Regions from separate parts of the Mus musculus genome. Here all the other regions are linked to region 5. The links are chromatin contacts, called in public HiCAR-type, HiChIP or PLAC-seq and promoter capture Hi-C maps. All regions are on one chromosome and are shown on one strand. The core of a region is the stretch at or near the end of the contact, and the rest is flanking DNA. Distances in the headings are between cores, read along the strand shown.

What was found. Promoter capture Hi-C pulls out the DNA fragments that hold promoters and counts their contacts. HiCAR-type assays count read pairs that join an accessible place to other places. HiChIP or PLAC-seq counts read pairs in DNA pulled down with a chosen protein or histone mark.
Region 1: a contact with region 5 is called in a HiCAR-type map of astrocytes, with 2.7 times the contacts expected there. The contact joins the promoter of Ccdc146 here to the promoter of Kmt2e in region 5. A contact is called at or near these places in 5 of 39 promoter capture datasets (the 3T3-L1 cell line, the C10 cell line, embryonic stem cells and 2 more) and 2 of 115 datasets of contacts at active chromatin or transcription factors (astrocytes and microglia).
Region 2: a contact with region 5 is called in a promoter capture Hi-C map of hematopoietic stem and progenitor cells. The contact joins the promoter of Rsbn1l here to the promoter of Kmt2e in region 5. A contact is called at or near these places in 7 of 39 promoter capture datasets (the HPC-7 cell line, cranial neural crest, fetal liver and 4 more) and 3 of 115 datasets of contacts at active chromatin or transcription factors (astrocytes, large pre-B cells and thymic regulatory T cells).
Region 3: an H3K4me3 HiChIP or PLAC-seq map of fetal liver shows a contact between it and region 5, with 8 times the contacts expected there. The contact joins the enhancer-like site here to the promoter of Kmt2e in region 5. A contact is called at or near these places in 1 of 39 promoter capture datasets (hippocampal neurons) and 4 of 115 datasets of contacts at active chromatin or transcription factors (astrocytes, fetal liver, large pre-B cells and 1 more).
Region 4: a promoter capture Hi-C map of pre-B cells shows a contact between it and region 5, with 3 times the contacts expected there. The contact joins the promoter of 1700096K18Rik here to the promoter of Kmt2e in region 5. A contact is called at or near these places in 2 of 39 promoter capture datasets (the 3T3-L1 cell line and pre-B cells), 1 of 115 datasets of contacts at active chromatin or transcription factors (double positive thymocytes) and 1 of 9 other capture datasets (adipose tissue).

What each region holds. Positions count from the first base shown.
Region 1 is chr5:21,423,128-21,426,401 of GRCm38.p6, forward strand. It overlaps Ccdc146 (coiled-coil domain containing 146), which reads right to left and starts at 1,550. Exons shown (of 19, transcript NM_029195.1): 1 at 1,438-1,550. It overlaps Fam185a (family with sequence similarity 185, member A), which reads left to right and starts at 1,776. Exons shown (of 8, transcript NM_177869.4): 1 at 1,776-2,449. The coding sequence starts at 2,041.
Region 2 is chr5:20,950,025-20,953,397 of GRCm38.p6, forward strand. It overlaps Rsbn1l (round spermatid basic protein 1-like), which reads right to left and starts at 1,798. Exons shown (of 8, transcript NM_001080977.1): 1 at 1,233-1,798. The coding sequence starts at 1,761. It overlaps A630072M18Rik (RIKEN cDNA A630072M18 gene), which reads left to right and starts at 965. Exons shown (of 1, transcript NR_030699.1): 1 at 965-3,373.
Region 3 is chr5:20,931,401-20,935,068 of GRCm38.p6, forward strand. The region is part of intron 1 of Rsbn1l (round spermatid basic protein 1-like); the gene reads right to left. Among named protein-coding and RNA genes, the nearest start is that of A630072M18Rik, 18 kb to the right of the region's middle. Within about 2 kb of position 1,426, at least 97 of the 459 cell types and tissues checked have an H3K27ac peak or open chromatin away from gene starts, as enhancers often do.
Region 4 is chr5:25,528,573-25,532,068 of GRCm38.p6, forward strand. 1700096K18Rik (RIKEN cDNA 1700096K18 gene) reads left to right here and starts at 1,446. Exons shown (of 1, transcript NR_027388.1): 1 at 1,446-2,894.
Region 5 is chr5:23,432,539-23,435,881 of GRCm38.p6, forward strand. It overlaps Kmt2e (lysine (K)-specific methyltransferase 2E), which reads left to right and starts at 1,926. Exons shown (of 26, transcript NM_026984.2): 1 at 1,926-2,245. It overlaps 5031425E22Rik (RIKEN cDNA 5031425E22 gene), which reads right to left and starts at 798. Exons shown (of 3, transcript NR_165300.1): 1 at 672-798.

The DNA of each region.
Region 1 (3,274 bases), core at 300-2,799, 2.0 Mb before region 5:
ACATTAGCTTCTCCCAACATTTTTTTTCCAGCAAAGTCAAGGACAGGTTTCACCTTGGTGGAGGTCCTCAAGGATAGGGGCCTTCTTCTCAGATGGCTGACAGCAGGGCAGGGCTGTCACTGCCACCACCACTACCATAGTCTTCACTAAGAGAACAACATGGACGCTGGGGAGGACTTTAGCCTAGTCTATCTATCCATCTGTCACTTCAGGTTCAAAGAATTGGGGTCCCATATTTGGCTGAGAGTTTTGATCTTTAAAGGTATCATTTTATTTACTTATTGTGTATTTTATTTGTCACAACGTTCTCCGTATATAGTCCAGGTGGGCCTCAGATTTGAGATCTTTCTGCTTCAGCTTCCCAAACTCTGAAAACTTACAAGTGAACACCATCACACTGGACTTGCAATTAGTTAAATCTGTATGTAAGGAATTTAGGGAATTATTTGTAGAATGGGGAGAAGAATAGGCAAATATGGCTGAAATAATGTCCACACCCCCCATTTCCCATTATCTTTACTGCCTACTGAATAATAAAAAAAAGAGTTAACTTATAGAGTTATTTAGCACAGTCTGTCTTATATCAAAACTGAAGAAACATTTCTTGTGCCATAGATAATACAACAGGACCAGGAAAAAATTCTGACATCCCCTAACAAGTCTTATGATCCAGAGAGAGAGAGAGAGAGAGAGAGAGAGAGAGAGAGAGAGAGAGAGATTTTATTTTACCATTAAGGCCAAGGACCAGTTGCAGGGAAAGAGATCAAGACTGTCCTCTAACCAAGTTCAAATGTCTCCAAATCTCTTAGCAACGTAGACATATGCCATTCCTAAAATACTTTGTTTTGTATACTGTGCACTGCTTTGTTGTCCATTGTTTCATTTGATAAATGTGGTAAAAACGAAAAAAAAAACTTCTACACAAGACAAGGAAGATAGTGTCATCATTTTATAAGCAAATAGTAAAACCCAAAGGCATCCAATGACTGGCCTAAGATTACTACTTACAGTTAAGAAAGAGCCAGAATTCTAACACTTTTTCTTTTCCTTTTTTTTCTTTTTTCTTTTTCGAGACAGGGTTTCTCTGTATAGCCCAGGCTGTCCTGGAACTCACTCTGTAGACCAGGCTGGCCTCGAACTCAGAAATCCACCTGCCTCTGTCTCCTGAGTGCTGGGACTAAAGGCGTGCGCCACCATACCTGGCTTCTAACACTTTTTCTATCTAGTATTTTTTACCTAAGTGGGAGTTCCCTTAAAGGACAGAGAAGGGAGAAAGCAACAGAACGTGTCTGTCCTCTCATGCTAAGGTCTCTTGTGAGGGGGATTCTCTATTCCCAGGGAATCCACATTAGTTTGGTGACCTTTGGTTCTAACTACCTAAAGAAAGTATTCCTAACTTTGAATCTGATTCCCATCTATAAACATGCTGTTTCTTACCCTTTCTTTTGGTCCTGATCCTTGTTTAAACTCTTATTTTTCTCCGTGTGTTTTGGTCCCTGGGGTCTCACTTCAAAACTTCACCCTCTCCTAAGAGTCGCGTCCTTGGTATCCAAAGTAACCACAGCTGAGTTTATCCCGTCCCTTCTACTCTTCCTATTGGTCAGTTACATTAACTTTTTTTCTTTCTCTGCTCTCTTGGCCAATGGGCTTGAAGCAACGGGAAAGCAACGAGGGGGGAGCGGGGGCTCCTCTACCAATCGGCTGTCAGTCTGTGTATTCAGCGCACTGTCTCCTGGGATATGTAGTTTCACAGTTACCAGAACACCTTGATGTTTGGCTCCTTTAAAACTACATATCCCGATGGCCTCCGCCAAAGGGGCGGAAATAGGTGACTTGTCCAGGTCAGGGTTTCAACTAGGCTCTTTGAAGTTTTAACTTTCCTACCGGGATTTAAGGCGTTAAGTACTGTGCTGGGGGCCTGGCTCGTTCTTCCTTGGCGGAGCCGTGCATGCTGTCCCCTTCGTGACTGACCCGAGGCAGCTCGTGGTTCTTGTGGTCCCGGGACCAGCGAGCCAAGGCTGAAGCGTTCCAAGGGAGAGCATGTTCGGCCGCCTCCCTCCTTGCGCGTCCCGAGTGCGGGCGGGCGCCTTGGTCGGAGCTCTCGGGGCTCGGACTTGCGGCTCCAGTGGGGCGCAGCGGCAGGGATCAGCGCCCGATGACTCTGGGGCCGGCCTGGCGCGTGGGGCTCTGAGGGAGTGGACGCTGCAGGTGAGCCCGTTTGGGCGACTGAGGGCGCGGCTCCCTTGCCACCTGGCCGTGAGGCCCCTGGATCCCCTTGCGCACCCGGATGGCGACCGCGTGCAGGTGGCGGTGTGCGGCGTGGAGCACGTGGCGCGCGGCCTGGACAGCCTGCAGGTCAAGTATGATGCTGATCGGCAGGAGATGGCCATTCTGTCGGACGACATCGACCCCCAGGCGTCGGTGGAGGTGAACGCGCCCGTCAAATTTGGCAAGTGAAGTGAAAAAGGGTTTGGGTCACAAAACTAATAGTGTTTAAGCGTTGGGTTTCCAATTAAGGAGGAAAATTAAAGCCGAGTGGAAGCTTGTATTGGAATAATCTGAGTCTAATTACATTGTGGAGCCATTAGCATCACAGTCATTAGCATCGTTCAGGGTTGAGGTTTCTTGATAACTATCCAGTGGTTTGGTAGCCCACATCTCGGGGCTCTGGTCCCTCGTCAGCTCTATGTATAGATGCTTCCAGCTAATCTAGAAAAACAAAAACAAAAACAAACGAACAAAAAACCTTGCTTTCCAACAGGTACCCAGGTTGGTAGATGTCTATTCATTTAGGCATAAGTAAATTCTCTGCGAATACAAACTTTGAAGCAAGACACATAGTTAAGACTGTCTGGGGAAATTCATAATAGTACCTGCAAAACGTATTTCTTAGGCATCTGAGTCCCGTTATTTTATTTCCCAGATGCAAACCGCTGAGCACACATACTTTTCTAGAAAGGGTTCTGGGGCTCTCATTCTTCCTGGAACTGAAGGATGGTGTTGCTGATGATAGCAATAGCACCGTTTACCTCTTCTAAAATTATTTTATATTAACCCTCACAGTTGCTCGGTAGGGTGGATGCTTTTGTCACCGTTTCAGATGAGGACATTGAAGTAAAGGAAGTATAAGATACATACTGTGACTGAACAAACAAAGGCCCCGTGCGTGGTGACATTATGAAATTTGCTTCCTTAGGTGTCTTTCCACCTTAAATACAAGTAGGCAGGGCTAGGATGTGAGCTGTTAGGCTTCGTTGCTTCTCAACTTCTAACT
Region 2 (3,373 bases), core at 548-3,047, 2.5 Mb before region 5:
CCAAGGAAGAATGATACCAAACTGCACATGGACAGACTCTGCAGCATTTTATAACTTAAATCTTATATTTAACCACTGCAACATAGAGATTTAAAATACTAACCATCTAGAACTCCTAAGCAGAAGGAAACTAAATTTCATCCTCAAAGCATTCCTAAGGCAATGCTCCAACTCCCTAGGAGAGCGTTACACTGGGAACAAGGGTACACCGAACCATTAGCTTGGCTTAGATGTTAGCATTCTTTTACATTGTGAATGATGAACTTTTCTATTCAGATAATTTTTCAAGATCTAAGGTACCATTAGATCAGCAAGGTTACTGGCATTTCACCAGCATTCCAAAACAGAACGGAATACTTCACAACAATGTGTGACAATGACAACGTATATTTATATAACCTCGTGATCACCTAAAGATCTACTTTCCAACCCATATCCACTTTGTATTAGTCAGATCTCTACATATCCACAGATGACTAGAATGACCCCTCATTTTAAAGAAAATACGGAAAACTCTGCTAGCTTACATTACAAAAGAAAACTGAAAAACAGTTGGGAATTCCCCCCCCCCACCCCACCCCACCCCCGGCAGAAACACTCTGAAGCCACTTGATCTGGCCAAAAGACGTCAAAACATCCGATTTTATCATTTGCTGAACGAGAAAGAAAGAAGAAAAAAAAAAAAAAAGAATATGGCTGAAAGCTTCTGAAGGGTAGTATTTAAAACAGGACCACGCAAAACACTTTAACAATATGGAATGTGGGCACCTCAGAAACCGCACACTTGGTGCCCTGCGCACGACCTCATCTCCCTAGTAGGGATGAAACATCCTGGTCCCCGTGGTCCCTGGGAGCTTCCAGCTTCCGCCAATACACCCGACCACCCACTTTTTTTTTTTTTTTTTTTTGGACAGGATATTCTGGCGTTGGAAGCTGCGTCGCAAACATGAATTTCCTGCGATCCAGTCCGATCCCTTTCGTAATCTTTAAAAGACCTGTTCTCTTCTGCCTCCCCAGCCAAAAACACACCGGGGAGCGGGGTCCTCTAGACCCACTCCTTCACGCGCGTCCTGCTGCGCGTTAACTGGAAGGCGAAACCGACACCGAAAACCAGGAGTTTCAGCCATCCCCCCGGTCGGCGACCGAAACTCCAGGCTCCATTTACTTCTGGCCCCGCGGAAGGCTGCAGCCCCGCCGGCCGCCGGCGCTCCCCTCCCCCGCGCGGCACCCACCTCGCGGCAGCGGCTTCGCCTCGCCGTTCTCATCCCGGGCGGCGGCGCCGAGGCCGTGCTGCCTCCGCTTCTCCTTCTCGCGCTTCTCCTTGGGTCTGCGCGGCTTGGCGGCGGCCGGCGGAGCGACGGGCGGGAGCAGGACGCGGTGAGGCTGAGCGTGCAGCAGCGAGGGAGTGACCAGCAGTTTGCGCGGCAGCGGCTGAGACGAGGAAGCGGAGGCTGAGGAGACGCTCGGGCTGGCGGAGAAAGAGTAACAGCTCCGAGAGGTGGACGAGGAGGAGGCGGCGGGCCGAGCCGCGAAGCTCCACGCCGCCGGGCTGCCGAAGCTCTGGGGCTGCAGCTGCCCGCCGTTCCCGCCGCTGCCCCCCTCCCCGTTCACTCTCCGCGGCGCCTTCTTCTCCTCGGTGCGAACCTTCTTGGCAGACATAGAGCCCGGCGGCTCCCGCGAGGAAGGCTGTACTTTGCCAGATGCTTCCTTCTCAGAGAGGAGAGCCACGGCGCCGCGAGCTGGGTTCGGCGGTTCCGCCATTTTGCGCTCCTGTTGTATTTACTCTCCGCCGCTCCCCGGAGCGGGGGCGCGGGGCGGGGTGCCTAGGTCCAGGCCGAGCTCCCATTGGGCGCGCTAAACTGAGAGATCCCGGAACAAACCAATCAAAGACGCGGACAGAAGCCGTCGGGGTGGGGTCACCGAGCGGACCTTCATTTGGAGGTCAGAGGTCTTTTCGGCGCGGCTGATGGAGAGCTCGCTGAGAAGGGAGGATCTCCCGACCGTCGCTCGGGAGCCCCGAATCTGCCCGGACCGAGGTAGCGCTGCCGTTCGCTCAAAGACTTTGCCTTGTTTGTACCGCTCTCTCTTTTTACCTTGAGGTGGCTTGGGTCCCTTCTGCAGGTTCTGAAAAACGAGTTCTGGGTTGCTCGTCTCGGAGAAAATTTGTCGAGAGTCCGATCAGCAAAGGCAGAAATGGTGAAAAGTTGCCTTATTTTAACTAAGGTCGTAAAAGTTCGTACTTTAAAAGAGAGTTTTCTGCAGAGCTGGAACTTGGATCACTTCCGATCGTGAAGATAAAAATCACCCACCGTTTGGAGGCTTTAAATTGAGCTTGAGTGCTAAAGGTTTTCACTTTAATTATTCTTTAAACGACACCAGGAAAAAGCCACTAGCGGTGTTTGTAAATGTTTGAAAATGCAGTTAGAGTTCTGTATTTCAGAGTCAGCGCTATGAAACTTCGCCAAGCATGTACCTTGATTTTTATCTCAAAAGATAAGGAATTTGGGGGAATGGGTTACAACACAGTTCAAGCTTTAGACAAGAGCATGCCTTAAAGTCTTAGATCTTTTGTGAGATTAGAATGTAAAGATAACACATGATCATATTAGCTCAGCAAGAAAAAGGAGTTTTCTGATCCCCTAAGAGGGACATTAGCAGTTACTTTCCGCAGCTAACAGTTGCCTTTCAGGAAACTGCAATGGTCTGTTGTTACTCCTCTTTTACTCCAAACCCACTTCTTTAGGACTCGGTGAGGGGAACACATCAAAATCTAACGCTGTTTGTAAATACATTTTTCTTTTTTTGGTTGGTTGGTTGGTTCGTTTGTTTTTTGAGTCATAGTCTTCCAATATTGTCCTGGCTGTCCTGTAAACCAGCCTGGCCTCGAACTCAAATCTTCCTGCATTTGCCCAACTCCCTTTCCCCCAGTGCTGGAATTAAAGAAAGGTGTGTACCACTGCATCTGTCCTCATTGTTTTTAGTTTTTAGAAGTAAATTGTTAATATATAGAGTATTCCCTGAAGCTAGACCCAGAGAGACAAATTTTGCATATTTTCTCTAATGTGTGTAATCTAGTTTTAAAAACACACACACAACATAAAAATAGAAGGGAAATGGGAAAAAGAAAGGTGATGAGCATAAGAAAGAAAGTCACTTCATCTCCCTCACCTGGGAATGAGTATGTCTACATCCAGGGCAGGGGATGAGGGAGTGGTGGTGTGACTGAGCAAATAAGGGTACAACATGGAAAGTGTTGGAATGAAACTGAACGCTAAGTAAGAAAACAAAAGGAAAAGGGGTTTCCTCTCTAGATTATCTAATTGGGACATTCATAACAGTGTCAGTTAGTCTAATGATTTTTTTTTAATTTTTT
Region 3 (3,668 bases), core at 176-2,675, 2.5 Mb before region 5:
AAATAAAAAAACAGTTTAAAAAAAAAGTAAGGGCCACCAAGATGGCTTACGTGTAAGGCACCTGACCACACTGACCTCACATGAAGGTACAAAGTGAGAACCACGCCCACCGAAGCTGTCCCTTATCTCCACACAGAAACCACAGCATGTGCATGCCTGCACTCACACTAGCAAAAACAATAAAATATGGTGGCTCCCAAAGCATGACACCCAGAAGGACATCTGGCCTCCCCATGCATGCACACAAAACAAACAACAAAAACTGTCTAGAACAGATAGAAACTAGATAAAATATTCCTGAAATAGTACATGAAAACAGAGAGACTATCATATGTATATGTATGCATATATGAATACACACCTATCTATCTATCTATCTATCTATATTTTTTCACATGCACACACATTCAAATATCCATCCACATAATCAGATATTTAAACAAGGGAACTTTATATATATATGTGTAAATATATATGTAATATAATTACATATACATATAATATTGTATATTATACTGATAGGTAATATGTAATATGTATATTATATCATGTATATCTTTTAAAAGTGTTGATTTCCAAGTTGTTCTTTGCTAAACAGTGGAGTGATCAGTCACTCAAGAACTAGAACAATGAACTCTGCTCAAGAAAATACAGTAGTAAACAAAAAGTAAAGTAAGGCAGGGCAAGGGGTGGGGGCTCACACCTCTAATCCCAGCACTTGGGAGGCAGGCAGATAGATCTCTGAGAGTACAAGACCAGCCTGGTCTACAAAGCGAGTTCCAGGACAGTTAGGGTTGCAGGAGAAATTCTGTCTCAAAACAAAAAACAAAAACAAAACCCAAAAATGAAAAATAAAGTAAATAAAAGTAGAGGACATGCGCACCCGCCTTAGAAGGCGGCCAGTCTACATTAAGTACAAACAGGATGACAACAAAACAGGACTCCCAAGAACAGTACTCAGGACCAACCCAGCCCTATAGAAGAGCATCTCTGAGCCTGGAGGTGCTGGCGCACGCCTTTAATCCCAGAACTTGGGAGGAAGAGGCAGGTGGATTTCTGAGTTCGAGGCCAGCCTGGTCTACAGAGTGAGTTCCAGGACAGCCAGGGCTACACAGAGAAACCCTGTCTCAGAAAAAACAAAACCAAAAAACAAAAAAGAAGGGCATCTCTGATCTGGATAAGTTACATCTGCAAACACATTATAAAAATTACAAACACTGGTTATTTGACTAAGATATGGGAAATGAGAGAAATAAGCTGAATTAGGGGTTGGGGACATAGCTCAACTGATAAAGCACTTCCCCAAAATGCACACAGCCCTGCATCAACCCCCAGCACAGGTAAACCACATGTGGTGGCTCACATCTGTAATCCCGACACTGAGGAGAGAGGCGGAGACAGGAAGATCACTCTATCCCATGACCCACACATTTAGAAAAAAGGAAGTTCTTTTAACAGCTTCACTAGTTGCTTGCTGGGGAAACAACTCAACAATAAAAGAACTTACTGCTTTTTCAAAGGACCAAAGCTCAAATTCCCAGTACCCACATGGTAGTTCACAGCAATCTCTAACTCCAGTTCGGAGAATCCCACAAGAATGCACGTGGTATACATATGTACATGCAGGGAGAATATTTATACACATAAAGTAAAATATATAGATCTGAAAGAAAAAACTAAAAGGCTCATTAGAATTTTATTTGAGCATCATAAAATTTCAAACTGAGCCCGGCAGTGGTGTTACACGCTTTTAATCCCAACACTTGGGAGGCAGAGGCAGGTGGATTTCTGAGTTTGAAGCCAACCTGGTCTATAGAGTGAGTTCCAGGACAGCCAGGGCTACACAGAGAAACCCGGTCTCGGAGGAAGGAAAAAAAAAAAAAATCAAACTGGAAGCTCTTATGAAATACAGAAAAATCCATTCTAAAGCTTTCAGCTATTATATATTTTGAAGCAAAAATTCAAATAGGATTCATATTATCAATTCTAACTATCCTGACTGAGCCTTAAGTCAAGACCCTCATAATGAAGTTCATGAAATCAACTGATCTGAGCAACCACACTGAAATCTCCCTGTTCCTCCCACATCCAGCTAAGAATAATACATTGTTGGAAATAGATCAGCGAGCAAGCCAGAAAAAGAAGAAAAAATGAAGAAGCAGAATGGACAGTGGATGTGCAAAATGAAATGAAGTAGAAGACAAGGGGACTGGAGAGATGGCTCAGTGGTTAAGAGCACCAACTACTCTTCTGTAGGTCCTGAGTTCAAATCCCAGCAACCACATGGTGGCTCACAACCATTCATTAACAAGATCTGATGCCCTCTTCTGGAGTGTCTGAAGACAGCTACAGTGTACTTACATGTAATAAATGAATAAATCTTAAAAAAAAAAACTTTATAAAAAAAAGAAAGTCAACACATTTATTAAAAAAAATAAGTAGAAGAGAAAGGAGATGAAGGCAACTGAGAAAAGAAAAGAACTCTATGAGCAGGGACGAGGGCAGAGAGGATTTCACACAGCCTCTCCCTGGCACACAGCTAAGAAAAGTTACCAACCCCAGCAAGTCACCCCTTCCCTCTTCAGGGGATAAACACTGGCCTCTCCATCAAATTCTCTCATCGTATTTCAGTGATATTGTAATATACCTACCTAATTCTCACACTCCTGTCATCTAAACCCGAACTTCCCTCTAGAGTCTGTCTTAAGTATCTTTCCTATACTCCTGCAACTTACATGATTAAGTAAGTGACTCTCCAGATATGCCTAGCCAGTCTCTGCCAAACTCCACACCTTCATTCCTTAAGAAATTCTTACAATTTGTCATGGTTCATTGCCTTTCCTGAGGAAGGGTGTGAAGAAGAACAAGGACAACAAGTGCATGTGACATGAAGGCAGAGATAGTTAGTGTAGCAGGAGGAGGCATCAAAAGGGGAGAATAAACCAAATCGGATATATGAAAATATCCTAACAAAAGCCATTGGTCTGCTTAGTAATTTTTAAAAAGCTGAAACTATGAGTGTCTCAATGGGGCAACACATTAATTAAACCTCATCATGGCTCTCTATTGCTTAAAATAAATTGAGCAAATGCAACTTGCTTCTGTCTACCTAAATAAAGAAAATGCCATTGGTGTTAGCTCACTTCGGAGATTGATGAAGGAAACTGTTTAATAGGTCCAGGCTTAGGAAAACAGGTACAGCTATGTCTCACAAAATAGCAGGGAGAGAGATAGCATGATAAATAGGAGACTTCAGAAGTTTCTCTATTCTCCCTTTTGTTATTTGAAAGACTGTTAAGTAGAGAATGGCTGTCATTTTCTTTGACCTATCCCTCATGTGAACACACGAGTTCTGCAAAGGAAGAAGCATTACTGAATGTGTTTCCCCCACCTCAGACAGCCGTAGGATGATGGGCTGTTGCAGAAGACTGGACAAAAAAGGAAGACAGTAGACTAGCCAGAGCTTTGTTTACATGGCATATCGAAAGCAAAGGGAAGGCTAGTCCTTCCAAATGAGGCCTGCCTCCTTTAGAAATTCATGTTTTCTCTGCAATTTTTAGTTCTGTTCCACTGGTATGCTACTCAAGAATTTTTGTAGTCAATATAGAAATACAAATGTCTTTTCTTCCACTGGTCACCAATGTCATTCTAGGCTGATTCCTCAGTCA
Region 4 (3,496 bases), core at 196-2,695, 2.1 Mb after region 5:
CTAAAACGATTTAAAAAAGCTAGCTCAATTATAGAAAGTACACATGTAAATTTTAAATGTCAATATTGCATAAACAATGGAAATTTGACTGCTACTCAGGAAAGGCAGCCTATTATTTTTGGAGTAACAAATTTGGTCACTTTAGGAACTAAGTCCTGGGACTGCAAAGATGACTCAGGTTCACAGCTCTGGCTCTTCCAGAGGACTTTAGTTCAATTCCGAGCACCCACAAGGTAGCTTGCGACTGTAACTCCGACTGGAATCTAACATCCTTACACAGACATACAGGCAGGCAAAACACCAATGCACATAAAATGAAAATTAATTAAAAAAATTCAATCCCAGGGTGGAGAGATGAAACCTTCTGCAGAGGAGCCCCCAAGTTAGGTGGCCCACAACCAGCGGCTCCAGGAACCCAGCGGCCGCCCTCTCTGGCTTCTGCAGTCAAACCCCGTACCAAGGAACTAGCGAGTTCCAAACCAGTCAGAGATACAAAGGGAGAGGTGAGATCCTGTTTGAAGAAACCTCCAAACCTAAGACACACCCAAAGAAAAGCACTACCCCCACCACCATCAACAACAAAATGTTTGAATGATCTGGGCCGTCCAGTTCCTTTCTGGAACCAAAACCAGCTAATATTGATATTGACGTTTATCACTTAACCCCTCTCCCTGATTTCGAAATGAAGTCTGTTCCACTCAGCCGAATTTAAGGAGAGGTGTGAGGGAATGAAGGCGGTGTGCGTGGGGGCTGGGGAAGAAGGAGTTGAAAGGGGCGGGGTGCGGCGGGGTACAGAGGCAAATGTAGATCGCTGCTACATTGAGTTTGGGACCGGGACCAGGTATCGAGGCCCGGGCTCCCAGACCCAAAGAAAGCAGGAAGAAACGCAGCAAAGAGGGAGGGAAGCCGACAGAAACCGGAATGCCCACGGGAACAAACTCAACAGTGACCAGCTGGAATCCACCGCGGACCATAGGAGGCAAGGCGCCTGGCGCGAGGGGCCAATAGGAGGACGAGCCGAAAGAGGGGCGCTGCAAGGCCAACCCGAGGACCAGCAAGACTGGGGGCGGGGCCTCTGGGACGAAGCCAATGACTGGGAGAGCGGCCTGGGACGCGTGGCCAATGGCAGGGCGAGCTGGGTTGGGGCGTGGCCCCTGGTTTGAAGCCAATGGCAGGGAGTACAGCTTGGGCGAGGCCAGTGGGAGCTCGAGGGTGGGGGAGGAGCCAGACCCGGAAGACAGTGGGGGCGGGGAGCCGCGATGACAACCTGTCAAGTCCACTTCGGGACGAACTAGGTCACGCGCTTCTTGTAGCTCCGGCGCCCCCGCCCCGCGAGGCCCTGCGGGTGGCCCCGGGGCCGGGCCGCACCGCTTCCTCTTCCTGCCCGCGGGGGTGGGGGCGGGGCGGACACCTGCCGTTCGCCGGCCCGCTCCAGCCTTCGGGCTGCCGAAGGTCTCCTAGCCTTCGGGCCAGTGCCCGCCGATCCTCCGGGAGCCAGGTCCGCGATCTCCGGCGCCCGCCGTGGGCTCGGGAAAGCGCACAGCGCACTACTTGTCGCGGAGGGATCCGGCCCCTGAGTTACCTGTTCTCCACTCGGAGCTGACCTCGGTCCAAGGGCCCGCAAGTCCGCCTCACCGAGAAGTAATACAGGTTCGGATCCGCGCCGCCGACCTCACAATGGCGCGGGCGTCCAGCCACTGTCACGCAGCATCCCGTGCGATTATTCGCCCAGAGCCTCACTGCTTAGGGGACCACGGCGGGGCCCTTCTCCCTCTCGCTCATTCAGAAGATGAGAACGTCCCCGCACGACACAACGACGCTGTTTTAACAATACCCAACTAACTCTGCTCTTCCAAACTGCACACACTTAAAGGTGACATGGCCACAGACGCTGGGTTGCAATACTACGCTGGAATTCTGCACTAATTATTTAAAAGCTTTCTTACAGTACTACAGCGAAACGACCGGTTACAAACCTTTCATTTTCGTTCGAACACCGTACTCTAACCAATGGATATTTTGTGAATACTTCTATTCAGTATCTCTAGATTTTTAAAAAAAAAAACCCAAATGTAAAGAAAGACATTACCAAATGAGTGGTTCATCAGTGAAATAATTTGTTTTGCCTTTACATTTTAGCCTTTTTGGAAGGCACATTATTTGCAGTATACACAGATATAAATTTTGTACATTTAAAATAGCCTGTATAGCCTTTTTGTCGTTCTTTCTTGAAGCCCCTCCCACTCTGAAGATTCTTTCGCTTCTATTAATTTTAAGTCTGGTTAAAAAAATAGTGCTTGAGGCCATCCTGGTCTACAGAGTGAGTTCCAGGACAGCCATGGTTAAAAGAGAAACCCTGTCTCAAAAAAACCAAAACAAACAAAAAAAAAATAGTGCTTAAATTAAACATAAAAACAATTAGCATTTACATTTGAATAATGCTTCTTCATGTTTATTACCATGTACATTACTAGGAACTGGAAGTCCAATCTTGTAAAAAATTAAAATTCAAGACAGGCCTTTATAGTGAGGTTATTGTCTTTTCATTATAACTCATTTTTTACAGCCAGCTAATTTTCCAGAGGGAATTACTGTTCCTATCTTTAGTCAATTTGGTTAAGAATTCTTTGCCTTTAAATATATAAAAATGTTTGTGTATGATTTTATTTTTCTGTGAGAGCATTAAGGTTAGAGGACAACTTGTGGGCATGCTATTCTTTTACCTAGGAATGGAACGCATTTCCACCCTGTGACAGGGTCTCATGTATCCTTAGATAGCCTGGAACTCACCTGTATAGATCACATTGACTGAAATTTCAGAGATTCCTCTGCCCCTCTATTCCTGGGATTAAAGGTGTACAACACTGCCACCAGCATTAAAAATTGTCTTTATACGTCTCTGGTTTTTTTTTTTTTTTTTTTTTTTTTTTTGGTTTTTCGAGACAGGGTTTCTCTGTATAGCCCTAGCTGTCCTGGAACTCACTTTGTAGACCAGGCTGGCCTCGAACTCAGAAATCCACCTGCCTCTGCCTCCCAAGTGCTGGGATTAAAGGCGTGCGCCACCACGCCCAGCACGTCTCTGTTTTTACATTACCTATATGTAACTGTCCACTGAGGCCAGAAGAAAGTCGTGGATCCCTGGAGCTTGGGTTAATTCCAAAAGGTTGTACGCCAGCTTTTGGTACTGGGAAGTGATCTTGGGTCCTTGGAAGAAGCAGCAAGCACTCTTAACCCAGGAGACAGCCTCCTGGCCACACCTCCCTTTTGTTTTTAATTTCCAAGATTTTGAAGTCTTTTCCCATTGAAGGCTGTTTAATTCTTCCATCTCCTTGGGAATAGAACCCAGAACTTGCCCATGCGCAGTGCGCTGGTCATTCTTTACTGTCAGTTAATATTAAGCAGACTATACAACTACAAAGGTTTTCTTCCTTCAACAAAAAAAAAATACACCTTGATATTAGCAATAAGCAAAGTCAACAGTGTCAAAAACATGAGT
Region 5 (3,343 bases), core at 676-3,175:
TAATCGCTGTCTGCCTAGAAACCCTAAGTGTTCCTGGGTGTTATTCACTTGCTTTCAAACTCTGAGAATGCTGTAGTCTTCTATTCAGACCCCCCAAACTTTATGTTTTGTCTGAAATAATCAACACTCCTACCTGTGGTGCCTTCAGAGCCTAACCTGTCCTTGTTACCCATACCAGTGACACTCAGGGCCTCCTAGTTGGCTTACAGGAGGGAACTGCCACCTTACGTAAGCATACTTTGCAAGGAGAAAGGCAGATATAAGAAGGCGTCAAACCTTCTCCTCCACCAGTGGCTGGCACACCCCGAAAGGAGTGTCCTTTCAGGGGCTCCCCCCCCCCCCGCAGCAGTTCTGCTGCGGGGAGTGGGGGAGGGGAAGAGCTTTCAAACAGTCATCTCTTCCTCTTCGGGCAGCCAACGCCGACCGCACCACCATCTCCTCCGCCCAAACCCGGTCCCCTCCCCCGCCCTGCCTGGGTCCCCGCCAAACCCCACAGGAATGCAGCCGGTCACATGCGCTGCGGCGGCGGTGGACGTGCCTCTCCCCCCGCGCCCCAAGGAGACCCAGCGCCATCTTGCCCTGACGCAGTTACAAAAGTCACAGGAGAAATTGCGCCTCCACGGCCGCACCAGCGCCCCAAAGTCTCGCAGAGGCCGAGCCAGGGCCCTCACCTCGCGCAGGGAGAGGAGCAAAAGGTCGGGGAAGAGCCTTGCGACTTCCTTCGGCACTGCTTGGGTTCCACAGAAGACGCGGCGACAACGATCACCGTCATCACTTCTCACTCTCTGCCTTTGCAACAGCCACCCCCGACGACTCTGGCCCCACCCGCTGCTGCAGCATGAGGTCATCGTCAGCCAATCCCTACGCGCCCGACAGAAATCACCAGACGCCGATTGGCTGCCGACACCGCCTCTGCCTCTCCCCACTCCTCTTACGGAGCACCCAAGGTCGTGCTGCGGGCCAAGAAGACGGAAACCGCCATTCCGGGGAAAGGCCCCCAAAGCCAGATCCGTAATCGCTGTGTGATTTTAGTGGAGAACCCTGTTTTGTTCCTTGGCCTCCCCTTTTCGGTTCGAGAAACCAGCTCTGTCCCTCCCTCGTTTAATCACCGCCACACAAACGAACTCCCGCTCCCCGCCCAGCACACTGTCCCGCGGCGGGGAATCCTTCCCCGGTGCTAAGAAGTATAGGAGGCGGCGGCAGCGACTGCACCGGCAGCGGCAACGGCAGCTTTTACCCCATACACGGTGGCAGGGAGGCGGCGCTGACGATGGCTGCAATTTTTTCTGCGGCTTCTCCCCCCGACCTCTTGCGTTTCTCGCTCCTCCATCGAGACAGCGCGGGACTCGCCAGCTCCGCTTTTATCCGGTGCCCGGAGCCTGCGCACTGGAGCCTCCTCAGCCACTAGTGGGCGTCGAGTGACAATCCGACCGGGCTCACCCTGAGCTGGCAGGCCAGGCCGGGGGGAGGGGGCTGCCGGGACTGAGGCTGCTTGGGGGGTAGGAGCAAGTGCATCACCTTAGGAAGTGATGGGAGGGGGGTCGTCCCCGTCCCTGCTGTCATCCTTCTACCCACTAGTAGCATCCTCACGCTCACCTACATCCAGGCTTGAGGGCTACTCGGGGACAACGGGTAAAGAGCCAAGCCCACCAGCTAGCAAGACCTCCCCAACCGTCGGCGGATGGATGAATGCACCTGTTGTGGGAAAGACGGAGTGTCTGGCCAGCTCGCGGCCTCTAGCGTGACGTCTCCACGCCTCGGCGGAGAGGCCGCGTCGGGCCGCAGCCCATAACCAAGATGGCGGCGAGTAGCTTCGTCCCCTCCCCCCTGCCCCTGCGGAGCGGGGCGGGCGGGCCCCGTGCGCTTGCCGCCGCCGCCGCCGCCGCTGCCGCCGCCGCCGCCGCCGTCGCCGCCGCCATTTTCCCAGAGCGAGAAGCAGTGACACTGAGCGGGCGCAGGGGGCCGAGTCGGAGATCGAGCCTGCGTTCGGGAGCGGCAGCAGAGGGGGCATAGACACTCGGAGCAGCCTCAGCGTCTCCTCGTCATTCCTGCCGTGGCCCGCAGTGCCCGACTCTTGGGTTCCCACTGAAGACGCTGCGCGCTGCTGCTTGGGGAGGGGGTGTGGAGTCGGTTCTGCGACCGCAGTGGCTGTCGTCGGGGGTCGACCGAGCGCTGAGGTGTGGAGAACCTCGCCCGGGGTCGAGCCGATAACAGGGTTCGGGTGTCTGGTGTGTGACCATCACAGGTCAGTGCCTGTCGTGTCTGTGGGTGTCGTGGGGTCCACGGTGGGGGGACTTAGGGCTCTAGGGAGAGAGGGTCGCTGTCCTTCGGGAGCCGGGCGTCCACACTGAACCCCAGGCGCCTGTGCTGGGGCCACGTCGCTTGTGGAAATGGAATTTGTCCTTTCTCCTGCCTGTCCCTGGCACTGGGGCATTATGGCGGGTTTTGGGGTTGTGGAAGGGGAAACTGGCAGTTAAACCCCCTTGAGAGTGGGAGTTAGGGAGGGGGCGCCCTCCTCCCTGGTAGCGGATTCAGGCCTCCGGGGTGAGGAAGGAGGCTTGTGACTGGTGTCGGAGAGGTCCCGCGAGCTGCCAGCTCTCCCCTCCTCCAGCTGCATCTTGTTCGGGTGCAGAGAGAAGACGTTTAGGCCCCATTTTCTTCTTCCTGCCCTTGTTCCCTGCCATTCGGTGGCATAATGTTCTCTTAAATGTGAAAGGGGTTAAAAGAACGCCTTGGGCATCTCTCTTTGTAGGAGAGAGACCGCTCCTCATCCTCTCCGGAGAGGGTAAACCCGCCCCTAAGGTGGTCACCCCAGTCAGTACCCAGCCTTCGCAGTCTCCTCCCCCGCTCTTCTTGCCTTACTGCCGTCCTTTACTGTGCCAGAGCCTTAGAATCCACAATATGGCTCATTTCAGGAAAGCTTATTTTGACCGAAGGATTGGCACCGACGCGGTGGCAGCAGACAGAGATGAGAAACAAACGGTTCCCTGTGCTAAACGGGGGAGGAGGGAGAGAAAAAACAATCCTGGGTGCTTGCCTCACTGGCTTTAGTTCCGCCTAGATCCGCCCTATCTAGACTGTCTCTCAAGAATGATCAAATTTAAAGTCAAAGGGAAATCACTGGAGTTAGTTCTAAAGTAAATTTCGGTGTTGCTTATTTTATTCATCCTTTAGAGATGAAGATAATATATATGTGTTTGCAGTTCTGGAGACCTTGGAGAAGAATCAAGTGAGGTGCATTCAGCTCTAGGTTGAAGATAGCAATACCTAATTGGGAAACAGTCTCCCTTTCCCTTTAATTTCTGAGATGGAGAGTAAAAACTGTAATTTCCCTCTTTTGTCC